Linked DNA regions of Mus musculus: region 1 is linked to region 2. Evidence: chromatin contacts called from public HiChIP or PLAC-seq data. All regions are on one chromosome and are shown on one strand. The core of a region is the stretch at or near the end of the contact, and the rest is flanking DNA. Distances in the headings are between cores, read along the strand shown.

Evidence for each region. HiChIP or PLAC-seq counts read pairs in DNA pulled down with a chosen protein or histone mark.
Region 1: an H3K4me3 HiChIP or PLAC-seq map of bone marrow-derived macrophages shows a contact between it and region 2, with 2.5 times the contacts expected there. The contact joins the promoter of Nip7 here to the promoter of Cdh3 in region 2. A contact is called at or near these places in 1 of 39 promoter capture datasets (the SN4741 cell line) and 1 of 115 datasets of contacts at active chromatin or transcription factors (bone marrow-derived macrophages).

Annotation. Positions count from the first base shown.
Region 1 is chr8:107,055,514-107,059,284 of GRCm38.p6, forward strand. Nip7 (NIP7, nucleolar pre-rRNA processing protein) reads left to right here and starts at 1,364. Exons shown (of 5, transcript NM_025391.2): 1 at 1,364-1,477; 2 at 1,580-1,666; 3 at 1,760-1,898; 4 at 2,534-2,674; 5 at 2,864-3,771. The coding sequence starts at 1,422. The coding sequence ends at 2,983. Cog8 (component of oligomeric golgi complex 8) reads right to left here and starts at 1,224. Exons shown (of 5, transcript NM_139229.4): 1 at 748-1,224. The coding sequence starts at 1,142.
Region 2 is chr8:106,509,163-106,513,061 of GRCm38.p6, forward strand. Cdh3 (cadherin 3) reads left to right here and starts at 1,690. Exons shown (of 16, transcript NM_001037809.5): 1 at 1,690-1,844; 2 at 2,062-2,179. The coding sequence starts at 1,797.

The DNA of each region.
Region 1 (3,771 bases), core at 114-2,613, 550 kb after region 2:
CTAAGTGTATTAGATCGAGGGCCTAGAAATGTAACATAGCTTAAAAAGGAAATGCTTTTTGACAACCTACAATGACAAATAGGATCTGTCAGCTTCCTATCGATGGACATTTTGAAGCTGAGCACCTCCAGCCCACATTTATATAGGGTTAACTATGTCAGGCTCAATGAACTGCCTTGCATAATTTTATTTATTTATTTATTTTTGGTTTTTCGAGACAAGGTTTCTCTGCATAGCTCTGGCTGTCCTGGAACTCACTCTGTAGACCAGGCTGGCCTTGAACTCAGAAACCCGCCTGCCTCTGCCTCCCAAGTGCTGGGATTAAAGGCGTGCGCCACCACCGCCCGGATGCATACATTTTTTAGTTTGTTTGAATGTCTCATGTAGCTCAGGCTGTCCATGAATTCAATACTCAGACTAGGATGATGACTCTGTGACTCGAATACTGGGATCACAAGTGTCAATAAGACTGGCTGAATGTTTATTATTTAAACAACAGCCTATGAGGGAGTAGTGGACTCCTAGCTTCCAATTCTTGGAAACTTACTAGCTGTGTTCTTGGACAAGTCACTTCACTTCGACTTCCTCGTCTGTAAAATAATGACGCTACCTACCTAGATGGCTGCTGTGAAGTTTAAGTGGATTAACAAGGCAATCAGGAGAGAGCCCTGTACACTACGCTTGGGTCATGACGATAGCGTCCTGGCAGATACAATGACGCGCCCGTCCCCATCAGGCCAGCCGCACCTGCAGCTCTGCTGGAAGCGGGGCAGACGGTCGAGCAGGCGCCCGAGGGACGCCTCCACGTCGCCGAAGAGCCGGTGGATGCGCTCGGTGCACTCGGCCCCGCGAATGAACGTCTTGTAGTTGGCGAAAGCCAGGTCGCGCGTCTGCTGCAGCCGCTGGGCCCGCTCTTCCGCCAAGCGCTCGGGTTCGCGCCGCAGCCGGTCCAGCCCGGAGCCGCTCAGCTCCCGGAGGTAGCGGCCCACGTCGGGCTTCTCACGCCACTGAGCTTCGGGGAAGCGGTCCCGGAATAGCGACGCCAGGAGGCCCTCATCTTCCACCTCCCCCAGCGCGACGGCCGTGGCTGTCGTCGTGGCCGAAGCGGTCGTGGAGGGCTGGAGAGGGAGAGCGGCCGCCATCTCTCAAGCACGGTACCGTCACTTCCTCTTCAGAGCCGGTTTCGCTCCTGGGAAACGGAAACGATTGGGGGAAACATTTCCCGTCTCTATGGTTTCTCATCTAGCCGGCTTTCGGTCCCCGGAAGTCCGCCACGGTAGGCGGCGGCTGCGCAAAGATCACGGAGAATTAGGCTAGAGAGACACGCGTTCGTGGACCCCAGGAAGTGGGCGGGTGGGAAAGTGACTTCCGCTTCCGGCTCTCCAGGCACGAGGATTCCCGGGAGCCAAGCAAGCGGCAAGATGAGGCCCTTGACTGAAGAAGAGACCCGGGTCATGTTTGAGAAGATCGCGAAGTAGTAAGAACTGGAGAGGCGGATGAGGGACGGGCGTGCGGGGAGTGGGGATGCGGCTCCGGGGCGGGACGGTCCCGGCTCAGACGCTGGTCTTGTTGCCCTCAGCATCGGAGAGAACCTTCAACTCCTAGTGGACAGACCCGACGGCACGTACTGTTTCCGGCTGCACAACGACCGAGTGTACTATGTGAGGTGAGGTGGGGCGTGCTGCCCACTGCGTGGCGGGCTGGAGGCGTGCATCCATCCCTGGTCGTCACCGGGTACCTTCCTCCCGCGCCCCTGTAGTGAGATGATGCTGAAGCTGGCCGCCAACATCTCCGGAGACAAGCTCGTGTCGCTGGGGACGTGTTTTGGGAAGTTTACCAAGACCCACAAGTTCCGCTTGCACGTGACAGCTCTGGATTACCTGGCCCCCTATGCCAAGGTACGTTGTGGGGGCCTGGTCTCCAGGTTGCCATCCGGGATGAAGTCCCGGGTGACGGCGGCCAGGTCAGAGCACAGATTCTTTCCAACGAGTTTCTGGACAGCGTCAGCCTAAGAAGTTGTTTGTCGATATTGCTGCTTGGACACGTTTAGGAAGGGTTATGGCCATGGAGCTGCATAGCCTAGTTGTCTACAGGAAAACAGGCCTCCACCGTGTCAGCTGGATCTCAGAAAGCAGAGACGAAGACACAAGTGCCAGTGGTGAGGGTGATCCTAGGGTCCAAGGGGAAAAAAAAAGGAAATTGCTGATTATGTGAGCATTTCGATGTAAGGTTGAATTTCGATGTTAGGTTGAGGAAGGAACTCCATGGTGAAAGATCAAAAATTGGGGTATCCCAGCACTTGGGAGGCAGAGACAGGCGGACTTCTGAGTTCGAGGACAGCCAGGGCTACACAGAGAAACACTGTCTCAAAAAAAAACAAAAAACCCACAAACAAACAAAAACAAAAAAGTGGGGGGGGGGTCCAAACAACTTAAAGGTTCCCCACCTCTCCTTAAACTCGGAAGCAGCTGCTAATCCGCATTTAGGGATATAGCCCAACATCCTTGTGTCTTGGCTTTTAACTCTCTTTCAGTATAAAGTGTGGGTAAAGCCGGGAGCAGAGCAGTCCTTCTTGTATGGAAACCATGTGTTGAAATCCGGTCTGGGTCGAATTACTGAGAACACATCTCAGTACCAGGGAGTGGTTGTCTATTCCATGGCGGACATTCCTCTGGTGAGTAGCCACGGTAGCCATCCATCACGGCAAATGCCAGGTACCCACTGGAAAGGATGAAGTTTCAGTCAGCAGCTCGGAGACTGACTTCTTGGCTCCTTTCACAGTTCTCAAAGATACAGCTGTTTCAATATAGTTTTTGTTTTGTTTTGTTTCCTTATAAATGAATGTCTGTTCTTTCAATTCCAGGGTTTTGGGGTGGCAGCAAAGTCTACCCAAGACTGCCGAAAAGTGGACCCCATGGCAATTGTGGTGTTCCACCAAGCAGACATTGGGGAGTACGTACGCCATGAAGAGACACTGACTTAGGACGGTCATTCCAAGAACATTTTGCTGTGTGAGAGGACTTAGCTTTGTTTCCTGTGTGCGGCCATCAGATTAAATCTGGACAACACTGAGATACGCAACTTGGGTTCTTATCAACAGAAATGGCGTGAAAACAGGGTCTCTGGCCCTCTAGAGTCAAAAGCAGGTGGATCACAAGTATAAGGCCAGCTCAGGCTACTTGGAGAGTTCAAGGCTAGCCTGGGCTACATAGTGAGCCTTGTCTCAAAAATCTAAAACAGACAAACCAGAACCTGAGAGTGTTTTGTGTGAGTAAATAGAGTGTTTCTGTTTTGTGTCTGCGTCGTCTTTGTTTGGATCAGAAGACTTGCTCTGAGTGATGGTTTCTAAGTTACTTCACTGAGGACAGGAGCCATCTTACTGTTATCTGTGATAACACTGTTTTCCAGGCTCATGATAGCACAGTGGACTTTCTATTGTGTGTTAATGTTAAAGGTAGAAACGGCCATATGAGCCTCTGGTTTTACATATGGAATTTAATAAATTTTAATGGTTTTATATTTGTTATTTCATATGTGTGAGTGTTTTGTTGGCATGTACGTATGTGCACTGCTTATGTGCCTGGTGCCTAAGGAAGTCAAGGTGATTTCAGACCTGGAACTAGAGTTACTGGTTGTGAGCCACCGTATAGGTGCCAGAAATTAAACTCAGGTCCTCTGCAGGGACAGCAGTGGTCTTAACCACTAAGCTATCCTAATAAATTTAATAGGTGCATTTTGGCTATTTTTCTTGGTGTTAAGTGGGGTATAGCG
Region 2 (3,899 bases), core at 440-2,939:
CAATGCAAGATGAGGCGCACTCGGAGAATGGGGGTGGGGGGATACGTTGGTTCAGAAGGCTTGTCTCATCCAGGGCTGAGGCTGCAGCTCAGCAGTGGAGCACTTACTTGCCTGGCAGGTGTGCAAGGTCATGCGTTCAATCTCCAGCATTGCAGAGAGGAGGGGCAGGGGATGGGGGAGAGATGCCTTTACAGGGAAAGGGCACGGGGAATGGGGCCGTTGGAACCTGTGCATGGGGTGGCAAGTCTTAGTACTAGGTACAAGGTCTTAGTACTAGGAAGGTAGAGGCAGGAGAATCGGAAGTTCAAGGCCATCCCAGGTGCATAGTTTCAGGCCAGCCTGAGACACATTACACTTTTTTTAAAAAGTCATCATTGTTAAGCTGGTCATTGTGGGTCATTGTCTTTTATTCCAGCAGTTAGGAGCCAGAGACAGAAGGTTTGAATGAATTCAAGGCCAGCCTGAGACTACAATGTGAGAGTCTGCCTCAAAACAAAAGAAAAAAAAAAAAAAACCACACAAACAAGCAAACACAAAAAACGGACAAAGGAGATGGTTTAGCAGGTAAAGCACACTGGAGAAATGGCTCAGAGGTTAAGAACACTGGCTGCTCTTGCAGAGGTCCTGAGTTCAATTCCCAGCAACCACATGGTGGCTCACAACCATCTGTAATGGGATCTGATGCCCTCTTCTGGTGTGTCTGAAGACAGCGACAGTGTACTCACATAAAATAAATAAATACATAAATAAGTGTTAAAAAAAAAAGTTTGGGCCCAGCAGGTAATGCACAATCCTAACGACCTGAGTTCAATCCCAGAATCCATTTAAAGGAGGAAGGCGAGAACCAACTCCACAAAGTCGTCCTCTGACCTTCACATGTGTGCGATGGGCCATTCATACATGACAATAATAAATAACGCAAAAATCTCCATTGTTTGCATTTAACATAAAATTAAGGAAACAATTATATTTGGAGAAAGAAAACATTTATATTGGGGGTGCCAGAAATAATGGGGCTGATAACAAATAGCTTGTGCCCTACCTCAAGCCCTTTGAAGTTACTATGGCTTCCAAACTCTGGGACTTTCTGTACTAGCTGCCTTCCATTTGTCCAGCTGCAAACGGAAGTTACTATTCTCTCACACGTGTATCAGATCGCGTAGCGCGGTCCTTTGAGACCTCGATGCCACTTTTAAAACCCGGGAGCGCTCCCCCGCCCCCGCCCCTGCCCCTCCCCGGCCTAGTGTGGGAGGTAGAGAAAGTGGCAGAGGGCAGACCCCTCTGTAGCGGGTGTAAAGACACGCCCTGCCTTCATCAAAGCTTTGAACACAGCGCCTCCGGTAGCATGAATGGGGAGCCTCTGTTTTTTTGTCGGGTTTCAGATGCGTCTCCACTTTTTTTCCGTTGTAGCTGCCAGCAATGGAATATTTGTCTTCCCGTGCTGCAGAGGCTGAGGTGGAGTGGATTGGGGGGTTTTGTTTTGTTAGATTATTTTCCATCGAAGCCAGAGACTGCGAGAGCCACGGGGTACCTTTCAGAAGTAGTTCCAGAAGAGCAGGGAGGCCGGTGGAGGGCACCAGGGAGGACCTTTAGGGCTTCGAGAGTGCCTTCGGCAGGCTGGCCTCGACCCCACCTGCGAGGGGGCGGGACCTTGTGACGTTGGACCAATCAGCAGCTACCTGAGCGCACCTGGCCTCCTCCCGCGGGCTCCAGCGAGCCGCGGTGCTCAAAGCTGCACCCGGAGCTTAGCAGAGCGCGCCCCACCGTCGCGGCAGCCTTCTCACCTCCCTTCAGTTATGGAGCTTCTTAGTGGGCCTCACGCCTTCCTGCTCCTCCTGCTCCAGGTACCACAGTGCTTTGCCATGGTCCTGACCCGGATTGTTCCCTGGAGGGCGGGTGGGGTTCTCACGCTGCGGGCGTCGGGGGAATCTTAGGGCTGTGCTCCTTGGGGCCAAGGTTGTCCCGGAGGGCCCCCCCCCCAGGACTCCCAAGAATGGGTGTACAGAACCAGGCATGCCTGTGACTCAGCCTCCTCTTTAACCCTTCTACCCTCACACTCAGGTTTGCTGGCTACGCAGCGTGGTCTCCGAGCCCTACCGAGCGGGCTTCATCGGGGAGGCTGGAGTGACCTTGGAGGTGGAAGGAACTGACCTGGAGCCGAGCCAAGTTCTGGGGAAAGGTAAGACCCCTCCCGGAGCCAGCCTGGATGGAGCCACAGTGCGGAAGACCACACGTGCTTCGCTTTACTGTGGCGCATCGGAAGGTTGTCTAGAGCAGAGCTGGGACGTCTTGGAGCCACCCCACATCCTCGGGAGGCGTAGAAAGTGGCTCCCGGGCTGGGCTGGGCGCGAGAAGGCTGAGCAACGGTGCGCCTACTAACGTCCAGCTCTTCTGTGCCTCGCTGCTACTGTTGTTGCTTATCTTGACCTCTCGGTGCCTCGCGGCTGAGCCCCTCACCCAGCCCCGACGTGGAAAACTCTCCCGCCCCGCCACAGTAGAGGAATGCGCAGTGCACATTCCTCCCGCAACCCCCGCGCAGGTGTGGAGATGAACCGTGCCCTGAGCAGCCCCCTTCGCCCCTTCTCTGGCCCCCTTTGTGAACCGTGCTTTGTGTCTCCGACAGACAGACCCGGTCTGTTTCTCTTCTCCAGGCTGCCCTCCCCGCCCCCCTTCTTCCCGGGCAGCTGGAATGCACTCTTAACCCTGCCATTCCCGGAGGGCCTGCGCCCCTGCAGCCTGCCTGCGAATGGCCTGGCACACCTGGGCGGAGGGCATCACGCACCGGGAACACTAGGTCCCTCACTCCAAGCGTCTTGGTACTAGGATGTTAATTACTTGAGTCGCGGGGGAAGGGGGGAAGGCAGTCTGTGTCCCAAGCCGACCAGTGAGTGAGCGAGCGAGCGATCAAAGCACATTTTGATCTTTCTGTTGCGATTTTCTCCACTCAAGTTCAAAAACTTAAAAGTGGAGGGTCATTTCGGTACTGAGAACCACCAGTGTGTCATGAGACTCGGGCATCTATCAGCTGGTTAGCGGGCTCTTTGACTACAGAGGACAGTGGGATTTTTCTCGGGAGTTTAAACCCAAGTTGTTAAACTCGGATCCTTAAGTAAAGTTCCAGAGAACGTGGGAAGGGAATCTCTAGTTTCTGCTGACTTCCAAAAAGCATCTGCCACCTAGCATTTTCTAGTGCTTCTCACTCCAGGTCCACACGTCCACAGCTTGAATATGGGGGTGTCCACGCTGAGAAGCAGAATGACTTTCCTTTGTTTCTCCAAAAGAAAAGTGAGACCCTTGTGTCTGTAGAACGCCTTTTTTAAAAAAAAAATTTTTTTTTTCCTCAAATAACTCTGCAGATTGACAAAACAATTAACACCCAGGCTAGGCTAGGTTCCTTAAAGGCTTGGCTGTAGGGAGCCGGAGCCTAGGCAGTAAGAGGCCATGCCTCATAAACTTTAAATTCTTGCACATGGGTTTATTACTGGCGGGCTAACAAACTGCAACTGAGCCAACCTGTAAAAATGTTAACTTGGCCAGGGCCCCAAATCCAATTCTGGCTCCCTGAGGAAGCTCTATGGCTGACCAGATCTCTGCCAAATCCACCTCCCCCCACCCCACGCCCCCACCCCAGCCCTCACCCCCACCTCCACATCCTCTGCTGTATTCAGAGAGCAGGTATAGCTTTGAGTTGTGTCTTATCTTCCTTACTGAAGCAAAAAGTATCAGATTAGCCGCCACTTTCCTTGGCTTGAGGTTGCTGATCAGGGTTTTGATTACATGGTTGAGTTGGCCTGAGCTTCCTGGTGACATCACCAATTTTAAAACTTTTTTTTTTCCTGAGGAAATTCTGCTTTCTCTGATGTCTGGTTTATGATTGTGAAAATGGTAGGCTTGTACCA